Regions from separate parts of the Zea mays genome. Here region 1 is linked to region 2. The links are chromatin contacts, called in public Hi-C maps. All regions are on one chromosome and are shown on one strand. Each heading gives the region's core, a stretch centred on a gene start, on an enhancer-like site or on the middle of the called end of the contact. The rest is flanking DNA. Distances are from core to core; before and after follow the strand shown. Region 1 has its middle 20 kb from the start of LOC100191817. Region 2 holds the start of LOC100274270 (50S ribosomal protein L19, chloroplastic-like).

Region 1 (7,238 bases), core at 1,454-3,953, 180 kb after region 2:
CGTGGAGTAGGCAAGCGTTGGTCTTGGCCGAACCACGGGATAAACCACTGTGTCGTCTCTGTGATTGATCTCTTGTGGTATTGTGTTTTGTTGAGACTCCTTTCTAGCCACTTGGCATTTATTGTGCTAACACTTAACAAGTTTTTGTGGCTATAAGTTTAAGTTTCACAGGATCACCTATTCACCCCCCCCCCTCTAGGTGCTCTCAGTAATGACCGTCCATTTTCTGTCTTATGGCTAGTAACGGACGACTCATATGGCACGTCGGTTCTGCCTGGCTGTAATGGCTGTCAGTTTCTGGTTCTTATAGTGATCGTTATTGTCTGTTCCCTTTTCCTCTGCGCATGTACAAATACGGTGGAGTTGGACGCTCTTATGGTTACACGCGAACAGTCTCTCAAACGTGTTGCACTCAGCCAATTCCTGTCCCACCTTCTGCGAGCACAGAGAGAGTGGGAGAGCAGGCCTCCAAAATCGCCGTTCGCAGAGCTACACTTGCACGGATGTGCTAGCGATCAGGTTTTTGGAAGCGTACTCGTGACTGCTCGCTCTGTTCGCTCGACCAACGCTGATCGGTTCTTCGTTGTCGGCGCCGTTCAAGGGACTGCACTTCGTACATTTGCCTGCATCGACTACGTACGACTACATCGAACATACACACGAGATGTCTATTGTGAATGGAGTCGTTGATGCCTTGAGCATCGGTCACTCCGCAGGGTACATTCTGTTCTTCGTAATTGTACATGTTTTACTGTTGTTTTTACTGCTTATGCGAGTAGTCATACACACATGTTTTAAAGTTTATAAATTTCAGGTTTCGCTTATTCACCCCCCTCTAGTGTCAATATGGTATAAAAGAAGGACTACAATGCGTCACATAATAATAAAATGAAGAATGCGCACCATGTCACCTCTATCGAAAAGATTCTTTTTAGTGGCTCACTTTTATGTCGAGATGGCTATAAACTTGTGTTCGAGTCTAATAAATGTATACTGTCAAAGTATGAAACATTTGTTAGAAAAGGCTATGATAGTGGAGGCTTGTTCCGCTTATCTTTGCATTATGCGTGTAATAAGTCTGTGAACAATGTTATTTCGGTTGAGTCGTATATTTGGCACTCACGAGTTTGTCACAACAATTTTGGTTGTGTCTCGCGGTTAGCAAATTTAAATTTAATCCCGAAATTTGATTTAGTCAAAGGTTTTAAGTGTGAGGTGTGCGTGCAATCTAAGCAACCTCGCAAGCCTCATAAGGCTGCGGAAGCGAGGAACTTGGCACCACTAGACTTAATACATTCCAATTTGTCTGAGATGAATGGAATATTGACTAAAGGAGGCAAATGATATTTTATTACTTTTATCGATGGTTGTACTAGATTTTGTTATGTGTATCTCTTAAAATCAAAAGACAAAGCTTTGCATTATTTTAAGACCTACAAAACTGAAGTTGAAAATCAACTAGAGAGGAAGATTAAACGGTTGAGGTCTGATCGTGGTCGAGAATATTTTTCGGGTGATTTTTTCTGTTTTAGTGTGGAACATGGTATTATTCATGAGGGGACACAGCCATACTCACCACAATCCAATGGGGTTGCTAAAATAAAGAATCGTACTCTAACTGATTTGGTTAACGCCATGTTAGAAACTTCAGGACTATCTATGGAATGGTGGGGTGAGGTGATCTTGACGGCATGTCATATCCTGAATAAAGTTCCCACAAAAAACAAAGAAATCACCTCATTCGAGAAATGGGAAAAGAAGAAATTAAATATCTTCTATTTGAACACCTGGGGTTGTTTGGCTAAAGTGAATGTGCCAATTAACAAGAAGCGCAATTTAGGTTCGGGTCGTGGCTCGTGGTAAATCGGACCTTGGTCCGAATATTCCTTCCTAACGGCCGTATATTTTGCATGGAGTAATGACCGTCCCTTTCATATCTTATGGCTAGTAACGGACGACTCTTATGGCACGTCGGTTTCTGGCTGGCTGTAATGGCGGTCAGTTTCTGGTTCTTACGGCGACCGTTATTGTCCGTTTCCCTCCCTCTGCGCGTGTACAAATACGGTAGAGGTGGACGCTCTTCTGGTTACACGCGAACAGTCTCTCAAACGTGTTGCACCCAGCCCATTCCCGTCCCACATTCTGAGAGCACAGAGAGAGTGTGAGAGCAGGCCTCCGAAATCGCCGTCCGCAGAGCTACATTTGCACGGGTGTGTGGGCGATCGGGTTTTTGGGGAGCGTACTCGCGACTGCTCGCTCCGTCCGCTCGACCATCGTTGATCCGGTTCTTCGTTGTCGGCGCCGTTCGGGTGACTCCACTGCGTATATCTGTCTGCATCGACTGCGTACGACTACATCGAACATACACACGAGATGTCTCATGTGAATGGAGCCAATGATATCTCGAGCATCGGTCCCTTCACAGGGTACATTCTGTTCTTCGTAATTGTGCGTGTTTTACTGTTGTTTACTGCTTATGCGAGTAGTCATATACACATGCACACACACGTAGTCAAATACATGATACTGATTTTGTGTATTAAATTAAAACGGATATTGTCTATTTTTCTAACACGTTCTGCACAGTATCCAATAGTTGGCGGTCTATATTTCTCCTAATTGAACTATTGGAAACGCTTTCACAGCCGACTAGTAGCCCAGTAGGCAGTAGGCAGTACTGGAGGCGACGGAGAAGACGTACCTGGACCGACGCACGCAACGCTGAAATTAGCGATCTCGGTCCTTTGTTTGGGCCGTGTCTGTTTTGGGCTTCTGGGCTCCGATCTTTTTTTCCACCGGAGATCAATGTCGTCTCACGTGTCTTTGAATTTGCTATTCTTTTTCCTCTCCTCGCTCGGAGTTATATTTTACACAGTCCTTCCGTCCGAAAGAACTAAAATAGCGTTTATATGTTTTTTTATTTATCTGGTTAAAATTCGTTTACCTTTTTGTGGACGGATGGAGTGGAAACTCTACGTATGCACGCCGTGTTCATCGACCATTACGAAAAGTCCAAAACGCTGATTTCACTCGATCTGGTTGGTGTCTGGTGCTAGCTAGGTTTAGGCCTAGTTTGGGTACTCTAATATTGACCCTAATCCACATGTGTTGAGGTGGATTGAGGTGTAAATTAGTTTAAGTTACACTCCAATCCACCTCAATACAAGTGGATTGGGGTCAATATTAGAGTACCCAAACTAGGCCTTAGGAGGTAGCCCTTCCCACTCATCTCAAACGCTTCGATCACGGTCACGGAAAGTCTGCTCGGGCCGGCACAGCCCCCGCCGCGTGCACCCAGCATAACATCGCTGTACCATCTGCACAGGTCGGGCCGGCCAGCGACATCTGTTGCCTCGCCGTGCAAGAACGTACAGATCGAGAGGCGGCTTTTGATTCAGCCGTTCGGTCAGTCAGTAGTAGGCGAGAAAAGTAACTATTGCCCGGACGGACTCCAGTTTTCCGGCCGCCAAGTTCCATAACGCTACGGAAAAGGAGCCGGCGGCCGGAGAAAGCTTTCCATGCACCACCCTCTCCTCTTTCTCTTGTGTCTTTGCAGTTGCAGTACAGAAACGCGTCGTCGTACTCGTTCGTCTGGTCTCACCGCACCTCCTGCGCGCACGTACGTCCGTCGTAGTAAACCTAACCCAGCCAGCTGAGCTGTGCTGTGCTGTGCGGTGAATAATGGCCACGCACGCAACGCAACAGTAGCGGTGGTTGAGAGGATCGGAGGAAGACGAAGACTAGGGGGGCCGGGAAGGATCGAAAAGGCGGTGACGGATGGATGGTCGCTTTGCTTTGCTTCCCTTGCAATGCACCCCACCCACCCAACCTTGTCATCACTCTCGCCACGCTACTGTCTCACGTCACTGGGATAAATCAAATGCTAGTAGTGTTTTTCGACCGACCGACCGATCGGCCGGCCGGCTCGCTCGTCGTGCCTCGTTTTTTTTTTCTTTTCCTTTTCCTTTGAGCATGCAATGCAATGGTTCGTGCCTGGTGGAGGAGGTGCAGTGCAGCTAGGTAGCCAGAGCCAGAGCCAGGCCACTAATGCGCGGCTCATAATAATCATTGTACTGCCCGGACTCGAGACCGTGATATTGATCGAGGGAGGGAGGGGTCGTCGTCCAGGCTGTGGTTGGTGCAGTAGGCCTCGTGGTCATGGGCCAGGATCTGTATGATCCAGTTGGTTTGCGAGTCGCTGTCAGCTGCATATATTTATATATATAATTTCCAGTACTGATCGAGCTGAGCTGCAGCAGCGGCCAGCGATCGAGTAGTGACTGACCGCCCAAGGGAGAAGGGACGGCAGCTGCATGCCTGCATGCGCCTGGTTGTGGTTGGTAGGGCGATCGGATCTCTGTGAAAACTATGTGCGTGTGTGGCGGTGTGTGGGCGTACCAATAGCCCATTATCTGCGGATGACACACCTCTGCCTGCCTCTGCCTGTATGGTGTTGTGGAGCTTCAGATGTGCATCAGTGCATGGCCGGGCGCCTCTCTCATCTGCAGTAGTACAATGCTACGCGCCTACAACGTTTGGTGGACGTCTGGTCTCTGCTCGATCTCTCAAAGCTACATAACCTCTACCTACCGCATTGTCTGTAGCCAATTAGCCATACTTGCCTTTTCTGCGCGAACTGAACCTCTGGTGCCTACAGAACTGGACACCTTCACACCTATAGCTTTTAGCCAAGACCACCTGTTTGTTCTGTTTACGATGAGCTCCAATGTACTACAACGCTAGCTAGTACTATACTCAAGTTCTGAAAGGGTCTTATCGAACGTACGATGAGATTTGCACGTACAGATTCGAGCTGCTGGCGGTGGCGCCAAGTGGCTGGACTTGCTTCAGACGTGCACAAGATCGCTGTCATCCTTGACCAGTACGTCGGCCATCAGAGACTACTGCGGGGGGTGGGGGGGGGGGGGGGGGGGGGGGGGGGTTGTTCACGAAAGACTGCGTCTAGCTAATTTGGACGCCCCAACGACGGTCGTTGCTTGCTCTCACGCATGTTTCCATTTCCCGACGATCCCGTCAGTGTCCAATTAGCGATTCGTTGGCGCCTCAAATCACCACGCCAACCGGAGATGCTGCTGCCTCATGCTGCTCTGTTTGCCCTGCCACACGCGTACGCCCGGCAGCACAGCGCAGCCTCGCTAGCTCCTGGGTCACGCAACGCAAGGCCACACCGGCCGGTGCAGTGCTATGCAACTGGCATCTAGCTAAGCGCTGATGATGCTTCGCGCCACACACCAGTGGTTGAGCGATCGATCGATGCATGGATGGATGGGGATCGATCACAATGAAAAGACACGATTAATTGTATCTGTAGGTGTGGTTGGTTGCCATGCATGCATGCAATACCTACCTAAATTTGCTGAAATATAATCTTTAAACGTTCTGATACATTATTATTATTATATATAATGATGATCTGGAAAAGCCGGTTGCTTTGCCTTTACCTTTAGTTAGTAGACCCCCTTTTATGCTTCGTTCTTTAATCATTGATCGGAGGCGGCAGGGTGACATGCTCTTTAATTATTATTATTGTAGTGCTGCTGTTGCATTAGCCAGCCCTTGACGACAGCCTAGAAATGATGGTACACAAGTTTTATGGAAAGGGCATAGCTCCTTTACAGCAGCTAATTTGTTCTCAGTGAACAAATAGTTGTAGGATTTGGACAGGAAGCGGTGAATGAGTTATGCATCTTCAGTTAAACCTAAATAAGATGATAAATGTCAGAGTGGGGCGGGTGGACGGTATGATGTTAGAGCATCTCCAAAAAAAACATAAACTACTCCACAACATATTGGGAAAGCGCACAACAAAGAACAGATCATTATTCTATACCTCTATATAACCCACTAGTTTCAACTTTACAAAACTCACCCAACCAAATCACTCCAACTCATACCCCCCGAATCCACCAAACAAATTGCACAAAAAAAAACACACCCTCGAAATTAATGGTTCAAATGATTCGATAACCCTTCTCTCTCTTACTCAATCAAATCCAATGACCAATGTTATTTGGATCAACCTTCATCTCTCATCCCTCACATGTATGACAACCTAATGCCTCCCTCCTCCTTCACGACCTAGCCACCCTCTCTCCCTCCCCCCCCCCCCCCCCCCCCCCCCCACTCACACCATTACCGGCTCATCCCCCTCCCCGAAATCGTAGCGTTAGCACGGGCATGTAGACCTTTATGGCCCTTTGATCAAGTTTCATGGGGGAATATTATCTTTTGTTTCAGTTGGTCGAGCACATCACCGGCCACCGAGCATCCTCTCCGCGTGGTTATCTAGCCTTGTCTCGCCTTCTCCATTTCTAAGGCCTCACTCTATTTGATCCATCACTATCTTTGTTTGTCATGGCGAACTCTCTGCCTACTATGTTTTCCCCTCACCTTCTTCTTCATCTATGGTGACCCCCTATTGTCAAATCTGCCACCATCTCCCATCATCGTCTAACCCATCTGCTCATAACACCATCGTGCCCTTGAGACAACCTAACTCATCCATTTCTCATGACCGCTAGTCAGCGTAGCCTTGCCACAATGCCCCCCAACCAAACCTATACATGTCCATTTGTGTCGTCTATTACGACAGGGCATGAGTACGATATCATACAACACGGTAAGTTTGGTTGTCTAACCATGTCATGCATGTCAAGGATCGAGCCCAGACATGGCACTAGCAACTCTTACATGTGTCGTGCCAGTACGGTAGGCATGACCTCCACCTCTACATAAATAACGTCTCATTCAACTCCAAAGTTTATTTAAACTTTAAAACAGAAAAGATTACATAAAAATTTCATAAATAACTCATTAAAACTTTCAAATAACACCTCGTCGTAGGTTATATAATATTTCGTATAGTTTTCATTCATTTTTTCATACAAAAACACATAAGTTCCACTCCCTCTGTCCCAAAATATTATTCGTTCTAGCTCTTGATTTTTATGTCTATGTTCAAATGGGTAATGATGAACCTATACACATATATAAAACAAATACATTAATTATTATATGAATCAACTAAAAAGGTAAAACAAATTTTATTTTGGGGCAGAGGGGGTAACTTTTAGCGGATCTTAGAAACCTATTCACAAGTCGCAACTCGTTATAGACAACATCAAATAATCAAACACATATAGAAAATAGTTCAAAGTGAGTTATTCATGCAATGGTTGTCTTGATAAAACCTAACTAGGCAAAACTCACACCTCGTA
Region 2 (7,622 bases), core at 4,288-6,787:
AAGTATTAAACAAACATTGGTAGTTTCACTCTGCATTATCACCTACAAACCATTGGGGCATACGTGACCTGTACTCTACTTGTGGTAGGGACTCGTACAGTTTTTTATGGATACCAGATGAGATTATCAATCATTCTTGTCACTGTCAGACAGGGAACAATCTAGTCACCAAGAAGATTGTGAGGGGTCCCAGATTCCCAGTTGTTGCTTTAAGAAGAAAAAAACGAGCTAATCTTAAACCGAAATTTTGGTGCTGTGAAGTAGTAGTGAACTAGAATTGAAGATCGATTGGAGAAAAAGGATTGGTCCTTGTGCGCGAAAACAAGCAAAGCAATTTTCATGGCGGGTGGAGTTGAAGCCAATTGTTTGGACTGCTACAGTTACAATTTATAGAGACAAGAACGATATAGAAACCGGTACGGATTAAAGCCAAATAAACATGATTACGAGTAAATAGAACTCCCGTGTCATTTAATCTAAAAAAACTCAACCTCAGGTTAAAGCCCTCGGTATTATATATTAAGATGTGTAGACCTCTGTTTTAGTGTGGGACGGACAAGAAACAACGTGCCTGTTTGTTTCGGCTTCTGCCAGCTTCTGGCCACCAAAAGCTTCTGCGGACTGCAAACGCTCAGCTTTTCAGTCAGCTTCTATAAAATTCGTTAGAGCAAAAACCATCTAAAATCAACATAAACACATAATCGGTTGAGTCGTTGTAATAGTAGGAATCCGTCACTTTCTAGATCTTGAGCCCTATGAACAACTTTATCTTCCTCCACACGTAATCGTAATGATACTCAGATTCTTCTCACAGCCAGATTCTCCCCACAGCCAGATTTTCAGAAAAGCTAGTCAGAAAAAAGCTGAACCAAACAGCCCCAACATGAAATTCTTTCATTGCTCTTACGGGGAGTCAAACTCAGGACTTAAAGAGTGCTACTCAGACCACCTAATCAATTCAGCTAGAGATCATTTGATGTTATTTGACGCATAGTCTTTTATAAACTAGATGGGATTATATGGAAGTGATTGAAGGATCAACAAACATGTTCTGTCCAGCAAAGGACTTTGGGTCTTCAGCCACCAATTTATTACGACTAGTCACGTCAGCTGCTAATCCACAAAAATACAGTCATACGTATGTCCCACCCCACGACAGGACAAGCATTCTTTTTCAGATACCAACACATGCGTACATATATTAATTACACATGTACGTGGGAAACCATGATCCTCATAAAAGGATGTAACTAATTTCCACGGGAAGGATAAATTGATGCCGATAAAAAAAATTCGAATGGCCACTGTCCTAGGCACCTTCCAAAAAACTTCAGATCTGACAAGTAAAATACCAAGCCAACTAGTGATTCCATGCTCTTAATGTAACAGAACACTCACCCACAACGGTAAAACCAAAGCATCGGCAAATATTCTCTTAAACTCAAAAATCAAGCTCTCTAATTAACAAAGTTTAGGGTTCAGGGTCCGTTTGGTTATCACAGAACTGTGATATGCAACTATTCATAGCAGGATTGTTAGTCTAAGGTTGGATCAGCTGGAATTATTCCAGGTTATATTCTCGAACAACCTAACAGACCCTAATCTGAATGAAACAAGAGCTAAACACTAAATCATATCAACTAACCGGTAATTTGAAGACTTAACAAAGTTTCCTATCACCACACAAAACTCCTACAATAATGAATAAAAAAATGGACACCTAAAGCTCAAAAACACCTTCGAGAAGCAAATTTCATAGACATGTTTGGAAGCAAAGGGAACGGAGAGATTAAAATACTCTTGCTTCCAAATAAACCCAGAAAGTCCATCTAGTTGAGTAGGGGAGCTTTGCATGCCTAGATTACGACCCCTACATAGCAAATCTAGCCTAGATGCAAACCTGGCCTACTCAGGACGCCAACACGGTCTAGCTTAGATGCAAATCCGGCCAACACGGTCTAGCTTAGATGCAAATCCGTACACCTTCGAGAAGCAAATTTCATAGAGGGCATCTTTGGGAGCAAAGAGAACAGAGGGATTAAACCCTCTTACTATTTAAATCCACTTGCTCCCAAACAAGTCCAGAAAGTCCATCTAGTCGAGTAGGGGAGATTGGCATGCTTAGATTACCACCCTTACATAGCAAATCTAGCCTAGCCTAGATGCAAACCTGGCTACTCAGGACGCCAACACGGTCTAGCTTAGATGCAAATCCGTTCTAGCCTACTATAGGTTCGAGAAAGAGAAATAGAGGAGGGTAAATAGCCTTTTCTAAAACTAATTATGTCAGTTAACCAATATAAACAAATAGTTAGACTAAATGGTCTAAGCAAGACTACATCTCTCTATTTATCATAAATACCTTACAAAAGATCCTAAGTCAAGCAGCTAAGATGATGAGATAATGAGAGGTAATCTAAACAATTCTAGTTAGCAAGTTCACACAAACATGTACAACTAGTACTCTAAACACATCGAAAGCTCCTATACATACTAGTGAGCAAAACATGCAAAGCCTAAGCAACATTAGCAATAAACTAGCACTACTCAACTAGCAAAGTTATACAAGCTAAATTGAAGAGGTATTGACCACTTTGTGTTCCACTTAACTACACAAGCTAATACAGGTGTCGACCACTTTGTGTTCCACACCTGCACACAAACACAACCAAGAGACATATTGCACACACACACACACACTCAATGGTTACTGTCCAAACTCAATCAAAGGGAATCATCTCCTAAAGTCATTCTCAGTGATGAGTTTTAATGCACTATTTTCAATGCTGTCACATTAGATTTAAACTAAATAATCATGTATGCAGGGTTTCATCCCCATGAAACTCTATCATCTCACACCAAACTCTCTCTATATCTCTACTCTTAATTACATTGTCATATCACCAAGCATGATGATGTATCACCATATTTAATGAGTATGAAACTCCAATTAAGAATGACCTAACAATCATTCATCACAAACTCGACGCACAAGAGTACATAACCTTGTATTTGCAAATTCATAATAACAAGGTGCTAGTATGAATTTTGTACACTGACAACAAACAAAACATTGCGCTAAGCCAAGTATGCTATAAAGCTGTAGATATTACATATCTGATACCCAGAGATTACAGTGAAATATGATGATATCGATAGGGAAGTGAAAAAAAGGTTTAAGAGAAATCGAGATGGTGGTGGAAAAGTTGTTCTGTCAGCATATCTGATTTCACTTGAATGTTGAAAAGCGGGGAAGCTTGTCTTTCAGGTAGTACAACTTTGCTCTCCTCACTTTCTTGTGCCTGATAACCGTGATTTCCTTGATCCTGGGTGAGTACCTGCAATGAAATATGCAGGTGCAGTCACCAAATTTGCTGCAATTATTCCGAGTTTGAAGTTTCAAGCATTTAGCATGCGTGGTAAGTGACCGTAACGTATCTAATTAAATTGTTAATCATTACTGAAAAACAGAACTGCAGGTAACCACATAACTGGGAAAAAAGGTATTTTCCATCTGCTGAAAACATAGAATAACACATAACAGTACATAATAGATAGCTAAGTCCATTTGCATACACACAAAAGGGGTAAATTGATGGCCAAGTTGACAAAAAAAATAAGGAATAATAAACTCTGCAATTATAGTGCTTAATCTCAATGCATTTTCTTTTGAAAAAAAAACTGAAGTTCACATAGGTATAGCAAAACAAAGTGTCATGGTATAATGGGAGTATGGGATAATTGTTCAGCATGACAAGAGGCCACCGCAAATATTTGAATGCTTCTGATCCTATGTGATAGCTCTTCAGTTTCGCTCATATGATTATAGTTCCAGAAGAAGCAGAATGTTAATGAACTTATAAAGAAGGAAGAAGGAAGAGGATCAAAGAATGGTTCAGGTAGAGGTACCACATTTATCCGGTTTCGTAAATCTTTTTTTCCTCAAACACGCAGAAGAACTGCGTGTCATTTCATTAAGAAAGAGGGGAGCATACAAAATGTACGAAAAATGGGGCAGACATCAAGAAGGTTCTGTAAATCTTCTGGTATGATACTGAGAGATGATGCATATTGAGCTAGAATGCATGACAATCTATCAGAATTTCAAAAGATTTTGAAGTTCCTCTATGCATTCGTAGGTACTGCAAACTGAACCAACTATATAGACAGCTTAAGCTAAGGTATACCACATAAGGGGGCAGCCCGGTGCATGTGGTACAGCTTGCGCGGGTCAGGGGAAGGGTCGGTCAGACCCATTTGGGTCTATAATACAAAGGTATACCACATATCATGTTCATTATTTCATTGTGTATTTACTTATCAGATTCAATCAACCCAATTCAAAGTGTATCCCATTATGAGAGCACAAAAGTCACAAGATATATAAAGAATGGCATAGCTGCACTCCAAATTTTTAATATACCAGTATTCCAGTAGACTCATATCTATTTTAATATACAGAATGACATAGATCCAGTCAATTGTTTCCATGCATACATAAAAAAAAATTGAGTGCTAATATTTTAACAGTGTCACTGCAAAATATTAAGCAAATATCTACACAGCACAGGTGAACACACAAACAACTTACACTGGGAAGGTAATCTCAACTCCTACACCAGCAATGATCCTTCTGACACGGATTGTGGTGTGAACACCAGCTTTGTGCTTTGCGATGATTATGCCCTTAAAGAGCGACAATCTCCTTTTGTTGGGCCGTTGCTGCAAGATTTGCTTCAGGTATCAATTATTGGCCAATTAGGAATAGACAAAGCATCACACTAAACATGGGAATTTTTACCATCCTAAGCTCAATGATATCGCCAGGCCTCAGATCCGGTACAGTCTTCACCTTCTCAGCCTCCTCAATGAACTGCTTATTCAGAATCTACAACACGAAAATAACCCTATTTACTTCGTCCATTACTAGTTCTAATGGACAGCTGCTTAGAGGCTATGCTGCCAAGAACTAAACAAGCTACTCGTAAGCATTAGTCACAGATAAGTAGAATTATAAAAAGAGTGCAAAGAGATGCTACTCCTCGATAAGACGATAACCTGCTTCCTCACAGCCTAACCTTTTTACAGTATAATTCGCAGCCTATATTTTCACATTACCAGTTCTCCAATACTGGATGCTAATCAACTTTATCATAAGTCCGTGCAAGAAATCCTCACCCCAATTATTTCGCCGAACTTAACCTTCGGCTTGCTCGGCGGCGTCGGTTCCTCCGCCTCCGCCACAGCGACAGACCCCTCGGCCACCTCCTCTTCGGATTCAGCTGAAGTAGTGACAGGCTCCGGTTCTCCAGCTTCGGCACTTGCATCAGCGCGGGGGATTATGTGAGTGATTCGGCGATGGGAAGCGCACAAGGAGAGCCGGTGGAATGAGGAGGCCACGGCTAGGACCTGCGGCGGCGGCGACCGGTGGGATAGGAAGGTTTGGGGAAGCACAACGCCGGAGACGGCGGTGATGGCGGAGGCGGCGGCCATCGTAAGGTTAAGTCGGGCCAACGTGTCAGCGGCGGAGCATGGGACGGAGGAAGGAGGGAGGGGAAGGCGTCGCCGCGGCGGGAGGATTGGGGATAGACGCTATCCTCCTATCTCTTTGTGGGTGGGAGGCTGTGACGCTGCACGCGGGCCCCCAAACTTCTATCCAGAAGTGATATCGGAGCCGTTGGTCCTTTGCGGAGAAAGAGGGAAATGACCTTTGGAACGAAAGAATTTGGCTGCAATTTCAAATTATGATGACGCTTCGGTGGTTAGGAGTGGATTAAATTTTTTTTTGAAGAAGATTAAATTTTTTATTACTCAAAATTGAAAAGAAAGATATTTAATTCTTTCAATCCTCTCAACCACTCTGATTCATGTGTAAACTAACAAGGTCGTGTTAGATTGCGTCCACTAGATCATGTATACGTCTATATAAAACATTGTTATGTGCTATAGATAATATTGTTTACAACGTGAAATTTAAAATAGAAGATAAACTAGAAGAGCTAGTCACGATACTCAGTCTCATATACCGTCACGACCACGATGATGATACCTTTGTTCTTTTTTAGTACTAGAAAATAGTAGCCATAAATAGATATTTCTAAAAATTAAACGTGGGAGCAAAGCCTGCATCCTGTTCGTCCACGTCACCACTTGTCTTGCCAGCCACACGATCTTTATCTGACGTCGAACGAGTCAGCCTCCGGTTACAGCGTTAGAGCCTTCTAGACAAAGTCGTCTTCCCTAGCCACATCAGGTGATTGGTCTCCCACCCCTCGCCGCGTCAAATGAACGCTGGCAAGAGCTCCCCACCTCCATCGTCCCAACAAAAAATGCACCCTTGCTCGTGATGCACTTCCCCTTACTGCCCCTTCCCTGTTGTCGTTCCTTTGCCTCCAAGCAGTGATGTCACGACGCATATCAGTAGGAGCTATTTCCTTCTCCCGTCCCTACCCCCGCCTTAGACGCAGCTCCGCGTCGTCGCCGCCTCCATGCATGCTGCTATCTAGCCACGCGTCGTGCCAGCGTGACTTCATTGTGCGCCTACACCAGCCACACCACGATGTAAACAACACAGCCTCGCCCTGCTCCACCTCCAGCTTCTAGTCTCGCATGGCACCCGCCTACCAAAGTACCAAGAGAGCATCACCCTCGTGTTCTCGCCCGGGTCGGTCGACTTTCTCCTCTGCTCGCGTTGTGCCACGGCCGTCGCATCGCCCTTTACATCGCATATATTTTCTGCATCTCCAGTCGCTCCTTCAGACCTCGCTATACCTCGCCGGAGCTTGGTTCTAATCCGTGGACAAAGGGGAAGGCGGTGAATAAGGGAAAGATAGCGAAGGGGCGACGATACCCACGACGGAAAGCTGGCTCACGTGATGTGCGGGTCAGACGAGTTCAGACCACCGACAGCCACAACCTTGCTGAGCATGTGAGTTCACCGGGTCGCTAATCGTACGCTTGCTGGGCTTAAGCCAAGCTGATGGGAAGCTACTCACTTGAATATTCACTTCCATTGTTCTATTCGATTATGACAGAAAACTTGATTGTATTTTCTATATGTTTTAAACTGTTGTTGTGATGATAGAGGTGCCCAGAAATCTCTCTGTATTAGTCTGCCCCATATCTGTTTTGTTTTTTGGCTCATCTCATACTATACACACCATGTGTTTGTCCAAATGGCTATGACGAAATCATGTTGCAGTACATGGTAATAGAGTAATACTCCCTCTGTTTCTTTTTAGTTGTCGCTGGATAGTTCAATTTTGCACTATCCAGCGACAACTAAAACGAAACGGAGGGAGTAGTTATTTTTTTCAAATGTTGTTTTGTCACAGCCTTAAACTTACTACGTCATTGATATTCATGGTGGCTTAGATCTTGAATGTTTTCAAAATCAACGTGCATACCAAGCAATTCGCAAGTGCAAGTAAGCCAAGTTTAATCTCTACTCGAAAGGATAGTAGTAAAATTGTTGGTTCCACAACATTGCTAATGCAGTTTGGTTCTTTGTGTTTTTTCAATGTACACATTTTTGTTCGGACCTCTTTCTATAAACCACCAATTGTATAATACATTATTCAATTTGATATTTCCTCTGATAAAACACTGTCGGTACCCTGAAT

The links. Hi-C and Micro-C count contacts between places; a contact is called where the count stands out from the background.
Region 1: a Hi-C map of ear shows a contact between it and region 2, with 1.7 times the contacts expected there. The contact joins the enhancer-like site here to the promoter of LOC100274270 in region 2. A contact is called at or near these places in 2 of 25 Hi-C or Micro-C datasets (ear and an unstated tissue).

What each region holds. Positions count from the first base shown.
Region 1 is chr5:195,265,103-195,272,340 of Zm-B73-REFERENCE-NAM-5.0, forward strand. No RefSeq gene overlaps it. Among protein-coding and RNA genes, the nearest start is that of LOC100191817, 20 kb to the left of the region's middle. Within about 2 kb of position 2,704, at least 20 of the 20 cell types and tissues checked have an H3K27ac peak or open chromatin away from gene starts, as enhancers often do. A contact at or near this core is called in ear, where this site is marked.
Region 2 is chr5:195,080,989-195,088,610 of Zm-B73-REFERENCE-NAM-5.0, forward strand. LOC100274270 (50S ribosomal protein L19, chloroplastic-like) reads right to left here and starts at 5,538. Exons shown (of 4, transcript NM_001148634.1): 1 at 5,179-5,538; 2 at 4,802-4,888; 3 at 4,592-4,722; 4 at 2,820-3,338. The coding sequence starts at 5,493. The coding sequence ends at 3,230.